2 separate regions of the Zea mays genome follow, and region 1 is linked to region 2. Evidence: chromatin contacts called from public Hi-C data. All regions are on one chromosome and are shown on one strand. The core of a region is the stretch at or near the end of the contact, and the rest is flanking DNA. Distances in the headings are between cores, read along the strand shown.

Region 1 (3,514 bases), core at 536-3,035, 400 kb before region 2:
TCAGTGCAAGTTACTTTCGCATTGGTCACTGCAGCTCTGAGGGACCAGTTTCAGTCTGAATACACTAGTTCTTATGTGTTGAGCGATCTAGACAACAAGAAATGATTCAATCTTCAAAGGAGGCAGCTGAACTGGGACTGTAAATCGCTCTTCAAAGAGATACTGCTGCTCCGTGCTTGTTTGTTTGGTTAGAGGGGATTAAGAGGATTAAATCCCTTTCTATTTAAAATTAAATAGAAAGAGATTTAATCTCTCTCAATCCACCGGGTGGACTATGAAGCCAAGGCTTTCAACCTCTTTTGATTTATGACTAAAAACAATCTGTTCTAGTTTACTGCCTGGAGCTTTTTTTTTTGTTTCTTGAATCTGTATATCCTTAAGACCTTAACTCTTTCTTTAAGTTCTTAATTTAAGCTATAGGGGCTTCGACTCCTCTAGATCCTTAAAAAAAATTACCAGAGATTAGTATTGATCTGATCCATCCATAACTGTATTAGAGTACCGGAGTAGCCCACAGTGACATACTGACATGATATCACCAGAGTCAGGACTGATGTGATGTAAAATTATTGAAGCAGCTGGAAGCGGTGGAGCGCCGGGCGACCGTCGAGGCCTTTCTTGTCGTAGTGCGCTAGGAACTCCGGGACCGTCACGTTCCTGTACAGCGCCCTTCCCGCGCCGTCGCTGTCGTCCGCGGCGATGAGCTCCGCGATGGGTCCATACAGCCTCGTGGATCTCGCGATGTCCGCGTTGCAGAAGCACGCCACTGACACTCTCGCCGTGTCCCTGCTCCGGTTAGCCACCACCCGGTGCTCCACGCTCTTGAACCGCCCGTTGCTGACCAGCTGGAGAAGGTCTCCGACGTTCACCAGGAGCGCGCCGGCCACCGGAGGCACGTCCAGCCACCTGGATGCGAGGAGCGCCTGCAGGCCGCCCTGCGCATGCGAGTCCTGCAGCAGCACGGTCAGGAAGCTGGGGTCCGAGTGCCTGCTGCAGCCCAGGGTGAGGTCCGGTTCCGGGCACGGCGGGTAGTAGTTGCACACCAGGCTGAGGCCCTCCGCGCACCCCATCCCTGCGAGGTGCCCGGGGCTCAGCCCCAGGGCCTCCGAGAGCAGCCCCAGCACGCGCGCCGCCACCTCCCGCACCGCGCCGCCGTACTCCAGCATCACGTGCCTGACGGCGACCGGCAGCTCCTCCGCCCGCGGCGGCTCCGGCGCTGCCTCGCAGAAGAGCGTGTCGCGCCAGTTGGCCGCCGGCGACTGGAACAGATCGAAGTTGGAGTTGAACCGCACCTTGCGACGTGCGTCCCGCGTGTAGTAGGGCCGCTTCACCTCGTGGGGCTCCTCGTTGAACCGCCTCACCGACGGCAGCATCTCGCACAGGAGCTCGCTGGGAACGCCGTGGTTCACCAGCTGGAAGAACCCCACCGTCTCGGCTGCAGCCTTCAACTGGGCGACCACCTCCTCCCGTGCGACTGCGTCCGCCGCCGAGAGGTCGATGACCGGGATAATGCTAAGACTAGTACTGCTGCTACTGCTAGAGGACGATACCTTCGGCCCTTCCTGAAGGAGATGGCCGCGGAAGATGGCAGGGATGGTCGTGACGCCAGCGTCCACGAGGCCCTTGACGCCGGCCTTGCTGTCGTCGAACGCCTTCAGCTCGCTCAAGCGGTCATAGTCGTCGCCACCACCACCAGCGGCTTCTTCCGTGGGGGACATGGCTACCGGCCGGCGATCGAGGCAAAGCTGGATGGATCAAGATGAGATGTCAGTGTGGTTGTTTGGGTGATTCATCACTTTGTCGGCACAGCTTGGAGCCTCGGACTAATGACCTGTTCTGTTTGGTTCCTTTAGTCATTAGACTATAAATTTTAGTGACTAAAGTTTAGTCGCTAAAGTGTTCCGTTTGTTTTCAATGACTAAACCGGACTAAAGAGCATTAATTGCTGTGAATAATGACTGTTTTACCATTATTAATTAATGAATGTTTGCTATAAGAAGAAAGTAAAGAGGGCAAATAAGGTAAAAATACTACTTTAGTCCCTTTTAGTTATCCCTTGGTGACTAAAGAACTAAAGTTTAGTCATTAATTTTAGTCATCATGTTTGATTCTTTATGGACTAAAAATAACCAAACTTTAGTCACTAAACTTTAGTCATACCAAACCAAACAGGGCCTAAGCCGGGTCCAGCGTAGGAGGCATAACAGGTGACGTGCATTACTCTCTCATACGAATAAAATACTCTTAACATTAGATAAGCATCATTTATCATTTAAATAATTTATTATTATTATTATTTTACATTTTAACTTTTTAACTGTACGGTTGCAAAAAGGTATCTTACAAATTTAATATATCTTTGGATAGTTCTCTCATGCAATTTGACTAAAATTTTTATTGTCTTTATTTTTTTAAACAATGTGGCATAATGATTTTTGTTGTTTTACTTGAATAGATACAAACATAGTCTAGATACGTCTTGAATTGAGAGAATTATTAAAAACTTATCACAAAAGGTCATTAGCTCGCCCAATAATGTATCCATCAAATAGTTATACTATAATTTCTCTCGTGCGAATACAATGCCCTCAATGTCAAAGAAATACTATTTTTAGTTTTAGATTCTTTGTTGTACAATTTTTTTTTCCAAATATATCATGATAAACATTTGCCTTACGATCTTTAACAAACATTGCAGAGTTCATCCATACATTTATGATAAATTTTGCAAGGGATTCATTTTTTTTGCAAGGGATGACAAAACATTGTGCACTGTTCTACCCGACTTGACATAAACATTGTATATGTATACCTTCAGCATAGGATTATTTGTGACTTGATATCACAAAAAATCTTTAGCATACCCTGTAACTTTTTCATCCTCCACCAGTAATAACACCCTCTCGTACGAATAACATGCACTCGACATCGGAGAAACGTCATTTGTGGTTTAAAAGGTGATATATTGTTTGGAATTCTGTATATTCGAACTTTGTTTTGCAATCGTATGGTGGCAAAAAGATAAATTACAACCTTACCTTATGCTTTGATAGTTCTCTCACATAATTTGGTTAAATTTTCCATGGTCTTTATTTTTAAGAAACGATGTGACATAATGATGTGTGGCATTTTACTTTAGAGGACATAAACATCGTCTAGGTATGCCTTGAATAGTGAGAATTATTGGAAATTTGGTACCACAAAAGGTCATTTGCTTGTCCAATAATGTTTCCATCCACTAGTTGTACTCTAATATCCTCTTGTGCCAATACAATGCCCTCAATATCATAAAAACACTATTTTTAGTTTTAAAGTGATCTATTGTTTTAAATTCTTTGTTGTACAACTTTTTTCCGAATATATCATAACAAACATGTGCCTTACGATCTCTAACAAACATTGGAGAGCGCTTCCATATATTTTCGCTAAATTTTCCAAGGACTTCATTTTTTCGCAAGGAATAGCCTAATGTTGTGCGCTGTTCTATACGACTTGACACAAATATTGTATATGT
Region 2 (3,643 bases), core at 955-3,454:
TCTTCTTCATCATCTTCTTCCTCCCTTTCTTGTCGTCGTCCCTGTCACTATCACTTGCATATGGACATTTAGCAATATAGTGACCAAACTTACCACACCGGTAGCAAACCCTCTTGGAGCGAGGTTTGTACTCCTTCCCTTTACTTTTCTTGAGGATTTGCCATAAGCTCTTATTAATAAGAGCCATCTCCTCATTGTCAAGCTTAGAGGCATCAATTGGGAGCCTATTGGTTGGTGTAGGCTCTTCCTTCTTTTCTTTTGTTGCCTTGAATGCAATGGGTTGCACCTCGGATGTGGAGGTGGCTCCTTGCTCCAAGTTGACAATGTGTTTGGAGTCTTTGACCATAAGTTCAAAGCTCACAAACTTGCCAATCACCTCCTCGAGAGACATTTGCTTATATCTAGGATTCTCACGAATTAATTGCACTTTATTGGGGTTACGAAAAACCAGAGATCTTATAGTAACCTTGACCATTTCATGGTCATCCCACTTGGTGCTCTCGAGGTTGTGGACTTGGTTTACCATTGTCTTGAGTCGGTTGTACATGGTTTGTGGCTATTCTCCTTTGTTGAGGATGAACCGACCGAGTTCTCTCTCGATTGTTTTCCGCTTGGTGATTTTGGTTACTTCATCCCCTTCGTGTGCCGTCTTGAGGACGTCCCAAATTTCTTTGGCACTTTTCAACCCTTGCACCTTGTTGTACTCTTCTCTACACAAGGAAGTGAGGAGTATGGAGGTGGCTTGGGAGTTGAAGTGCCTCACTTGGGTGGCCTCATCGAAGTCATAGTCCTCATCGCCCACTTGTGGTGCCTGCACTCCAAACTCAACAATATCCCAAATGCTTTCATGGAGTGAGGTTAGATGGTGTTGGTTACATGTTCTCAAATGCTATGAATCAAGAACAAGGCAACACAATTGTTAAGGATTAAAGACCTTCGTCCTCCGAAGTATTATCTCCTTTCGGATATAATAGTCTTCATACAAAGGTCATGAAGGACATGCCTTAATGATTTATGAAGATAAATATCTATATAAAAATAATGAATATAATCTATTGGTTCTAACGCATATGTATTTCATAATACGCATCTGAACATTAACCAAATTTATATTACATTAATACCTTCATCTTGTTCGAAGGTGTAGATGCGAGAGCTATTACAATTCAGCGTGAACAGTACGAGGCTACTGTTCACCTATTTATAGGCACGTGACGCAACCTGGGTAAAAGTACATTTATAACCTTAACATTTGTTCGTAATTGTAACATAAATCACTAGGGAGTAGCTAGCCTTTTCCTCCTCGGCTTGGGCTAAGCCAAAGTTGTCGTTCTTCGGTGGTAGCTTCGGTAATCGCCGTCGTTGCTTCCAGACAAGATATTCGTCTCGAGGACCTTCGGTAGAGAGAGAGAGAGTCCTCAAAATCACTTTTCCGATGATGTCTTTGTCTTGAGGACCATCGGCAGAGATAAGACCCTCAACAGATGGTGCCTCATTTAATCACTCCACATAAAATAATCTTCACCATCAATGTATGGTGGTTTACCTGAGGAAACAGAAAGTAAAGGAGCACGTTTAGAAATACGAGGATACGAAGGGGGATCTTTGTAATACCCAAAAACTTAACTTGTGACTTAAGGAAATCCGTTGGAGAAAAAAAAACAATCAAAATAAGTACCCTTGATGAATAATTGAACTTTAGAATTCACCCTTTCTAGAGTAAATAAACATAATAGAATAATATTTGCTAAATCATATACTAATAAAAATTGGGCATTGGAAAATGTTTTCTATCAAAACAAATGGATATGAACTTGTGAATATACTTGTAATATAACTACACATTCAAAATAATGTTTTACTAACAAATAATATGTGTGTTTTGCATAGTTACAACAAGTGTGTAAGAAAATGAGTAAAGTAATTAATATAAATATACCTCTTGCATCATTGGGGTTTTTGAATGAGTATTTTACTTAAATTTGAAAATTCAAAACCAGAATCAAATTTAAATTCGAAATTGAGATAGAAAATAGAGAATAGAAAGGGGAAAAGAAAAAGAAAAAGAAAAAGAAAAGGAAGCCACTTGGGCCGCTTCTCCAACTTTCAGCCCACCAACCGTTGGCTAGCGTGCGCGCCTGCGGGCCCAAACACGGCCACTTCCCAGCCGTGGCGCGCCCGACACTGCCTTGTGGGGCCCAGACGTCGGTCACTTTGCGCGCGGTGCCGTCTGGCTGTCACGCGGACCCCGGTGGTCAACAGTTTCTTCCTTAGGTGTACCGGCGCGCGAGAATGCCGCTGCGCGAGTCTCGGTTGGGGTTTGTTTGGCACCTCTCCTTCCAATCCATCATTGCTGGCGCAATAGGATCACGACGACCGCACGGTGAATGTGGATTTGACCCAGCCGAACGCCCCACGTGGGCTCTACCCTAGCATTATAAAACCGGGGGTTGCCATGACCGCCACACAAGAAGCTCAAACGCGTCGGCGTACGAAGCTTGGGAATTATACCTGGAGCTTCGCCATCGACCAAGGAATACGGGCGTGGCATCATCGGCCAAGAACTCGGCCTGTACGGGCCGGAATTCGTCGTTGGTGCTCTCCTCCATCGCAGATCCGCCTTCCGTCGTGAGCCGGGTAGAACGCCGTCATGGGGTGGGTATCTTCTCTGGTTGCCGTCTTCGCTGTACGTAGGGCCGTTCAACTAGAGGTTAGGGCGAGGTAGGGCCGTAGGGTCGACCCCGGGGGGGCTCCTGTCATGTCCGCCGTTGTGAGGGGTTTGGGCGGCGTGCAGTTCGCATTCTGGCTGGGGGAGGAAGATAAGCTCCTAGCCGTTGATCGTCTGGCGTAGGGCTGAGATTAGAAGGGCCTCATACCGATTCGCTCATTATATCGCGGCCATAGATTGGGTGTTGATCGGTCCTGATGAACTCCTGCCGGTGGGCGTCGATCTCACATGGAGCGGCTCTGATTAGCACACGAACATATCTATTCGCAGTCGTTGGTTGTTGAAATGAACCTGCAGTCCGGAATATTGATAAGACCATTGCGCTGTGGCCCTGAATTTTGTAGAATAGACCCTGGGAAACTCCAGATTAGTGCCCGCAGCCCATATAGTGAATAAATGAGATGAATTAATACAGAAAATAATTTTTAGTATAGAAATAATTCCAGATATTTGTTTAATTCATAAGTAATTCATTTTGACTCTTTTTGACCCATTCCAATTGCATTAATCTCTAGTAATATTCTTCATCATCTAGTAACCATGTATTACCATAAAACCTGTGGTTAAAATCTTGTACCTCATTTGTTTTATAATATACACTTAAATCTTCGGAAAATCATAACTTAATCACAGTAACTCCGAATTTAGTGGTTCTCGAGAATCTCGTTACGATGCGAATATTAATATGCAGTTTGTGCTTATGTTTGGTGTGATGTTAATTTTTCCTATACCATGTTGGTTTGAATTGCTACGAATAGCAGCGAGGCCACGAGAATCGAAAGATCATCCTAGTACCTGAGATCTCAAGTCTAATGCAAGTTGTGCCCTTGATCACTCCTTTTACCTAATAATGTTCGTTGTTAATCATTGTGACATGCTCAGGTTAATTCGACGGGACCTAATAGGTTTCCATAG

Evidence for each region. A called contact is a pair of places that touch in the nucleus more often than the background predicts.
Region 1: a contact with region 2 is called in a Hi-C map of ear, with 5 times the contacts expected there. The contact joins the promoter of LOC100192706 here to the enhancer-like site in region 2. A contact is called at or near these places in 2 of 25 Hi-C or Micro-C datasets (ear and tassel).

Annotation. Positions count from the first base shown.
Region 1 is chr10:29,668,411-29,671,924 of Zm-B73-REFERENCE-NAM-5.0, reverse strand. It overlaps LOC100192706, which reads right to left and starts at 1,785. Exons shown (of 1, transcript NM_001348751.1): 1 at 441-1,785. The coding sequence starts at 1,718. The coding sequence ends at 567.
Region 2 is chr10:29,268,217-29,271,859 of Zm-B73-REFERENCE-NAM-5.0, reverse strand. No RefSeq gene overlaps it. Among protein-coding and RNA genes, the nearest start is that of LOC100857076, 210 kb to the right of the region's middle. Within about 2 kb of position 2,204, at least 17 of the 20 cell types and tissues checked have an H3K27ac peak or open chromatin away from gene starts, as enhancers often do. A contact at or near this core is called in ear and tassel, where this site is marked.